Linked DNA regions of Zea mays: all the other regions are linked to region 2. Evidence: chromatin contacts called from public Hi-C data. All regions are on one chromosome and are shown on one strand. The core of a region is the stretch at or near the end of the contact, and the rest is flanking DNA. Distances in the headings are between cores, read along the strand shown.

Evidence for each region. Hi-C and Micro-C count contacts between places; a contact is called where the count stands out from the background.
Region 1: a contact with region 2 is called in a Hi-C map of leaf, with 6 times the contacts expected there. The contact joins the promoter of LOC542105 here to the promoter of LOC100383389 in region 2. A contact is called at or near these places in 7 of 25 Hi-C or Micro-C datasets (bundle sheath, ear, endosperm and 2 more) and 1 of 3 datasets of contacts at active chromatin or transcription factors (leaf).
Region 3: a Hi-C map of tassel shows a contact between it and region 2, with 6 times the contacts expected there. The contact joins the enhancer-like site here to the promoter of LOC100383389 in region 2. A contact is called at or near these places in 12 of 25 Hi-C or Micro-C datasets (bundle sheath, ear, endosperm and 5 more) and 1 of 3 datasets of contacts at active chromatin or transcription factors (leaf).

Annotation. Positions count from the first base shown.
Region 1 is chr7:160,764,709-160,767,408 of Zm-B73-REFERENCE-NAM-5.0, reverse strand. LOC542105 (GCK-like kinase MIK) reads left to right here and starts at 1,424. Exons shown (of 20, transcript NM_001111738.1): 1 at 1,424-1,518. The coding sequence starts at 1,424.
Region 2 is chr7:160,546,462-160,549,180 of Zm-B73-REFERENCE-NAM-5.0, reverse strand. It overlaps LOC100383389 (Protein TPX2), which reads left to right and starts at 1,383. Exons shown (of 21, transcript NM_001176044.1): 1 at 1,383-1,658; 2 at 1,797-1,885; 3 at 1,992-2,053; 4 at 2,144-2,262; 5 at 2,351-2,540; 6 at 2,617-2,719. The coding sequence starts at 1,502.
Region 3 is chr7:160,747,816-160,750,515 of Zm-B73-REFERENCE-NAM-5.0, reverse strand. LOC542105 (GCK-like kinase MIK) reads left to right here. Exons shown (of 20, transcript NM_001111738.1): 20 at 1-10. The coding sequence ends at 10. Among protein-coding and RNA genes, the nearest start is that of LOC542105, 17 kb to the left of the region's middle. Within about 2 kb of position 1,450, at least 2 of the 20 cell types and tissues checked have an H3K27ac peak or open chromatin away from gene starts, as enhancers often do. A contact at or near this core is called in root tip and tassel, where this site is marked.

The DNA of each region.
Region 1 (2,700 bases), core at 175-2,674, 220 kb before region 2:
GATATATCTATATCCATGATCCGTAAAACATTTAATTAATACATGTGCTACTCTGTGCATACTCATTATTTCATACAACGATATGGAATATGGATTATGTAGAATAACACCATAATCAACAAAGAGTTTTACGAACAAGTCACATACTTGATAATCGATCTAAATGTTAGTTATTAAACAATACTTTATTCAATAGTACATAGACATAGTCATGACATAAGCCTCTCACACATTCACACTAAAATAACTGATGTAAGCACCTTATACCCATTGATCTTATGTGTGCCTCACAATTTACTTATGAAAGAGGTTTCGTCAATGGATCTGCAACATTTAATCCACATTGCAAATATTTATATCACCTCGTCCAGTGATCTCGCGAATGAGGTGACATCGACTTAATATATGTTTGGTCTTTTGGTGTGATCTAGGCTCGTTAGCCCGTGCAATGGTTCCACTATTATCACAATAGAGATCCACTGAGCTGGGCGCACTATGAACAACACCCAATAAAAAACAAATTTTCTGATCCAAACAACCTCTTTTGCAGCTTCTAAAGCTGCAATATACTCAGCTTCCGCGTCGAATCTACTACTGTATCTTGTTTGTAACTCCTCCAACTCACCGTTCCACCATTGACACAGAAAACAAAACCGGATTGCGATCTAGAATCATCTACGTCTATATAGAAGCTAGTATCAGTGTAATCAGTTACAATGAGTTTTTTCTCACCACCAAACACTAAGAACACATCCTTAGTTCTTAAATACTCAAGGATGTTCTTTATAGCTGTAGAGTGAGCTTCATCATAGTTTGATTGATACCTGCTCGTACCACTTACAACATACAAGACATCTGAGTGTGTATATAGCACTGCATACATGATGGAACCTATAGCCGAAGCATAAGGAATCACTTTCATCCTTTCTTGCTCATTAATTGTCACCGAAACATTTGGTGAAAACCGTTCAAAATCAGTGCGAATACACAATTGATCGAGTAGTCATAATAGAAGGAATCCACTTTTTTTCTAGATCATAAAGACTATGAAACTTTCTATCTTTTTCTCCACATAATCTATACGATACTTAAATTGTCCACAACCAGGTTCTCGAACCAAACATACCCTATCTACTAGCATTCAAACACGAGTCCTGACCTCCCTACCCCCATCTCCAGCCCCTCCGACGCGGCCCCACCATCTCCACCTCCCGGCCGAACAGACACGAACCAGGGACCAACGACAAATCTCGCGACCTCTCGAAATGAGCGGTACCGGAAGCAGCGTGTAGCGCGAGACGAACGCCGCCCTAATCCAAACCCTAGAGGCGGGAGGAAGACGGCGAGCGAACGCAGCAACGATTCCTGATCTCTAATATCCTAGCACGGCGGCGGCCGCGGCCGGATCTAGGGGTAACGAAGGATGTCGGACTCGGCATCGATGGCGGCCGCCATCGAGGCGCGGTTCAGCAGCCGCGACCTCATCGGCTGCGGTTCCTTCGGCGACGTCTATAAAGGGTACGGATGACGCCCCCACTCCCGTTCGGCAGTCCCTAAATTTCCTTTCCCTCTCGTTGCCTTCGCGCGGATTTTGAGCTCATGCACGGCAGGCGGCGGCCACGCTTGATTTAGCCGTTAATTTAGCTTCGGGTCGAGCGGCATTGCGGATTCGGGCGCTGGGGCTGGGTCCAGCGGGTAATTCGTGCGTCGAGTGTTGGTAGATAGTTGATCGAGCGGCCAGCTTGGTAGCGTCTGTGATGCTATCCATCTGCATGTCCGAGTTAGTTCCGTGCCATTGGTGGAGTTCATCGGGATCTAAAGGGAAATGACGCAGTTTGTTTGCTCAGTGTGGGATTTGGGCGTTGGGAACAAGCTGTGTCAGCGTGTCAATCGGGGATTTTTTTTTTGTAATTCACAACCCAGACAACTTTCATATGCTACTTCTATGTAAAAGGGTCTTCCCTTTGGACTAGAAACAATCATCAGTACGTGAAATGAAAAGTTCTGCTATGTACTTGTATCATTTCCCAAAATACCTGTTTTTACTTAACATATAATGCACATAGAAGTTGACATTGCAAAAAAACCTATTAGGCCGAGAGGATCTGAGTATGTATAGGGCAGAATATCAGGATTACAACATGACAGAGAGTTCAACTCGGGTACAACTACCTTAGGGGGTGGGATGTTTGGATCCAGGTGACTGAATTTTAGTCCTGTCACATCGGTTGTTTAGATTTAGTTAAAGTACTAAATGTATTCTAGCTACAAAACTAATTACACAGATGGGGACTAAACGATAAGACGAACTTATGAAGCCTAATTAGTCCATGATTTACCTATGTGATGCTACAATAAACATTTGCTAATCATGAATTAATTATGCTTAATAAATTTGTCTCACAGTTTAGTCTTTATCTGCATAATTAGTTTTGTAATTAAACTATATTTAATATTCGTAATTGGCATTCAAATATCCGATGTGATACGAACTAAACTTTAGTCAGGGGAACCAAACACCTCTTTAACCGACTCTAATTCTAACTCTGCTATCAATCTGATTCTATCCTATCTTTAATCAGAGTCGGTTAAGGTCTTCCTATATTATTAGAGATGACAATGGGTAAATATATTACTATCCCATACCCATACCCGCAACAAAAAAATAACCCCGTCGAGTCACCCATATCCGCTGGTGGG
Region 2 (2,719 bases), core at 134-2,633:
GAGGGTATTTATACCTACCTGGTAATCAATAAAAGAAGGAGGGCAGAGATCAACATAGAGTTGATCAGCCGCCATCCCACCCTAACTCTCGCCTGTCTTCCTCCTTGCCGTGAGGAGATCACGGCCTCCCATCACCCACATGCGCCTAGGGCGCAACCCATCTCCAATTCTCCACCCACAACTATAACCTGAGGAGTTGGAGGCATACTAATTAGTCTATATGTGTCTTCAAAATCTAAAATATATCTTGTCACTTTGTCATATTAAGTATCATATTAAGTATCGATTATATCATTTTGTTCAAACTAAAAAATAGCCATATCTGAGTAGCCCCTTCTTTAATCAGTTTCTCGATCTGCCATTGGATAGATCGATATCAACTATTGGTAACAACCGACGCAGGCTCTAATGATGTTGACATCGATTGAATCGAATGGTAAGCAGACCTACCGACGGATCGATGGATGTTAGGACTGATATGATCGTTGGTAGTCGGTAACCCAGCCTTAACTACCCATCACAAGATGAACAGCGACAACGCTGTTGCAGCCAAACAAAACAGCGCGTCGGGATACTAGTATACCTCTCCATGTCACTATAGAGCAGAGTAAGGCTAAAAATAATCGGAAAAAAGTCCACTTTCAAATTATTTTGACAGAAACGAAAACGATACAATATTGTCGGAAACAAAAACGGCATCGATATTTCGATAATGTCGATACCGAAAGTATACGATCGAAAGTGCATCGATAACGATCGAAAATTAATAAAATGATTATTTTAAAACGATAAACATATAAACCATAGAGCATGACAATAGCCATATAAGTATATGACTTGATCGATCTCATATAACAATATGTGTGAACCAATTAGAAAATAGATTTTAGTTTGAATAATTGGATCACTTTAATAGATTTTAGGACATGCACTACTTCTAAGTATCTCCGTAAATCCAGTTTGGAGATGGATATTTTGTTACCAACTCCGTAAATAAAATAACTGTAAATAAAATAAACGCTTTTTAGTTTGACCCCGGAGCAGCACGCCAGCGTGTAGCGTTGGGGAAACGCCCCCAATTGCTGGCGGCGGGCTGGCGGGCTGGCGGCCTGGCCTCTCCGTGAGACTGTGACCAGCCGGGCGCCGGCAAATCTCTGTCCCACTACCGTTAATCTGCGGGGCCCACCCACAGACTCGCCCGGGAAATAGCCGTTGCGCGCAGGGAGCGTGCGTCGTGCGCCCAACGGTCCACCAGGGCAACTCGCCAACTCCTCTACGAAGCCTGGCACAGGGTTCAAACCTCCCGACCGTTGGAGACCCCTGCCCCTATGCGGGTATGCCCATTGCCCACCCCCACGTTCTTCTCCCGATCGGCTCCACCTCATCCATCCCTCATTCCCTCGCCGACGTTTCCTCCTCCTGCTTCATTCACTCGTCTTCCAGTTCCTCGCCGCTTCAGGGGGCAGACGCATAATTTGATTGAGCTAGCGAGCGAGAGCCGATGGCGCTGGACACAGGAACGGTGGCGGCGGGGGCGATCGACGAGGCGTACGAGTTCTCTGCGCCCAGGTTCTTCGATTTCATCACCGAGGAAACGGAGGAGGCCGTACGCGCCGCCGAGAGCTGGTTCGAGGCCGCCCGCAGCCACGCCCCGTCGCGTACGTAACCCCCGCGCGCTGCTGAGCCCCTCCTGGCTTCCTCGCCGATCGCCCTCCTTCCCTCCCAGTTCCGCCTCCGCTCCGGCCCTTATTTCCCTCGCCGAATTTTCCCTGATTTTTCCCTATTCCGGATTCCAGCGTTCAACCCCAGGATAAAGGAATCGAGGGCGGAAGCCAAGGTCGCTGTCCTCTGCGATTTCGCGGAAGCCGAGGAGCCGGCTCCAGAGGTAAATAAACGGAAGGGGATTGCTCTCGCTCCTAGTTCCTCCGTGATTTTGTCTATTCCGCCTCGTTCGTCTCGTCTGGCGATTTATATATTTGTAAATTGTGCAGGCGGTGCCCGTGGAGGTGGCAGCAGGAAGCGTCTCGGTACACGGAGCAGATGCTATTGATGGGTAAGCATCGGACACATCATACTAAAATTTATTTTGGGTTCATCATGGTGGAAAGTTCAGGCAAGTTTGTGTGCCATATGTTTTGGTCAGTGCTCAATGTCCTGAGGCAATATCGGAATCGCCGCCGGCTTCACATCCGGCTCAAGAAGAGAAGGATAAATCGCCCCAATCGTTCGAGTTCCTCTCGGCGACAGACCTATCCGTAAAATGTGAGTTGCTATTTGCTAGCCTCTGTGTTCTTTGATTACTTGGGTGGAAAATTGTGGTATTCTTAGTTAAGTTCTGACTTTGCAGCAGATGGTGGTGCTGCCAGCACGCCTAAGATGCAGACGCGTCCTCCTTCTCCTTCTACCAAAATTGCACCTCCAATTTCGACATGTGACAGCTCTTCAGTGAATACTGGTGCGCGCACGCCAAAGACGCAGGCGAACATGTGCAGAGCAGCTACTATGGCTGCTTCGACGAATGCCAAGGGGAGCGTGATCAAGTAAGATTCAAGGTCATATGTGCATACTAAAAAAATCTTGAGATTGTTTCCCTTGTCTGAGTTGTTGGCTTCTCAGGGGTGGTTGTGATTTGGTTGGGACTGGAAAGGCAGCCACTGCTGGCGCTGAAATTGCACAAGCGAACCAAGCGGTGAAGAGGCAGAAGCTTGATGATGGAAGA
Region 3 (2,700 bases), core at 201-2,700, 200 kb before region 2:
CTCTGTTTGATCCCTGCGATGCAGAAAAGTGATTTCATGTTCGATTCGGTGTATAATTAATATTTTTCAGTGTACATAATGCAAACTTTAGAACTTTATTTCATCCAGTCGGTCTCAACCACCTGTTATTTCATTTGTTTTGTTCATGGCGAATACTCCCTCTGTCCCCAATTAAAATTTGTTTTACAATTAATGTATGTGTTGTATATATATGTTTAGTTTCATAATCATCCATATGAATATGGATGTAAAAATCTAGAGCTAGTACGAGTACTATTTTTGGGCTAGTTTGAGAACGTCATTTTCCAAGGATTTTCATTTTCTCAAGTAAAATTAGTTTATTTTTTCTTAGGTCATGTTTTTCTCTTTATTTTGAGGAATTGGAATCTAACTAATGCTACTTTTTTTTAGAATGTGACATTCTATAACTATCTAAAGTTTATATATAAGTATATCTCAAATTTGTGAATCGAGACATGGAAATTGATTCTATAGATTTACATGCTACTTTTTTAATATATAATTTATATTATACTATTTTACTTGCTTCTCTATAGTATAAATGTAGTGTATATCTCTCGCTTATGATTTAGGACAATATACAGACATATTATATATAAAAATATATTAACTTAATTAGTTTTGTTTAAATTATAATTATTAGAATAAAGTTTAATTTCAATGAAATAAAAAGGGTCTTAGGAAATTAGAGTTTCCAAACGGAGGGAGTAACATATTTCTTGCCCCTTTTCCGGTGTTACTGTCACCACAATACATAACATATTTCCTGCCCCTGTTCGGTGTTACTTGAAAGCATCTAGGTCTTGGTTGGTTTTAGTGATTAATGACAACTTAATATTATATGTGACTAACGTGTGTTTTGTAGAGACAAATGGTAAGTTAGGTCGCACTACAGGAGAATGTACTACAACGGTGAAAACAATCCCGGAGATAAGAACTTGAAGCGACAGCTAAAACGACGAAACAAAATATGAAGGTCTTCGTATTCCGAGTGTCAAGGAGTTGCATACACTTGGTATAGAGTTAGGTCTTTTATTTTGTTTTAGCCGTACTATAAAGAGGGATTGTCCATAAGTAGTTTGACTAAGAGAGTTTTAGTGTAGTGTTGGTGCATATTCACACTCACATATAGTGCTAGGTGTCACTCTAAAACATACTCACGAGTTAGAACGAAAACCGATTTGAAAAACAGAAAAAGCAGAAACTAGGGTTTCTGGCCCAGGGGCATCGGACTGTCCGGTGCGCCCTCTGCCAGTGGGGCCAGGTTGGCTCGGGGAAGACCCTTCCCCTGTGCAAAAACCCGAGAGCGCGGAGTTGATAAAGTGAATTATAACCGGCACCGGACAGTGACTATTCACTGTCCGGTGTGCCATCTGTCCAACGGCTAGATGTTAGAACTAGTCGTTGGAGATGTAGGCGCACCAGTGGCGCACCGGACTGTTCGGTGCGCCCATGCACAACAGGGTTCTCGTAACGGCTAGTTGGTGGGTGAGGGCTATTTATACCCCCTCCACTCACCATATTGATGGTCTTGCTGCCCACATTTACTTCTACACATTGGTAGAACATTGCAAGCAACACAAAGCCTAGTGAGGTGATTAGAGAATCTTAATCTCACATTTGGACCTCATTAGTGCTAGCGAGAGCCACCTGGAGCACACACCGCATGCATTAGGCTTCTCTTGGTCAAGTGAAAGTCTACGATTTGTTACTCTTGGTGATCGGCATCACCTAGACGACTTGGTGGCGTTGGGAGCTCAGTGATCACCTTAGAGATCTTGTTGGTGACCCGGCTTAAGATTGTAAGCGGTCGTGAGGGATCCACCGCGCCGGAGTAGCAAAGGATCATCTCATAGTGAGCACTTGGTTCTTGCGAGTACAAGGGGGAGCGATACCCTTGCGCGAGTGCTCCAACGAGGACTAGGGGAGTGCCGACTCTTCGATACCTCGAGAAAACTTGGAGGAGTCTTCTAAACCTTGCTTTACATTCCACACTTAATTCAAGCCTTGTTGCTCTTAGATTAGCTTAACCGCTAGAGTAACGATGTCCGGTGGGGATGGACATCCTCCCGTTTTTGATGGTGAAGATTTTCCAAATTGGAAAATTCGTATGAAAGCTTTATTTAGAGGCTATAGACATTGGTGTCTACAAAGCCGCCACTCAAGGGTTCCCCGAACCTAGAGATCCCACAAATCTGGTAGGAGAAGAGTTTAACTATGAGAAATGGAATGCTAAGGCCAAAAACACTCTTTTTAGAGACCTTTACAAAGATGTATTTAATAGAGTAAGAAACCATATGAATGCTCATGATTTGTGGATGGATATATGTGCTCTACATGAAGGGACTAGAAGTGAGCGTGAGGAGAGATATCATATTGCTATGAGAAAGTTAAATTCTTTTGAGATGCTTGCTAATGAAAATGTCAATGCTATGTACTCACGTCTCAGTATTCTTGTAGAGGAAGTAAATGGCTTGGGGCTTACACAAATTTCACAATCGGATGTTGTGAGGAAGATTCTCAGTGTCCTCCCAATTGATAAATATGGACTCATTGTCACAGTGCTGCATCATATGGATTTTTCAGTTGCCACTCCTACACAAATATTGGGAAAGATCAATGCTCATGAGATGTACATGCACATCAATGACAATGATGAGTCATCTTCCAAGAGAAAGG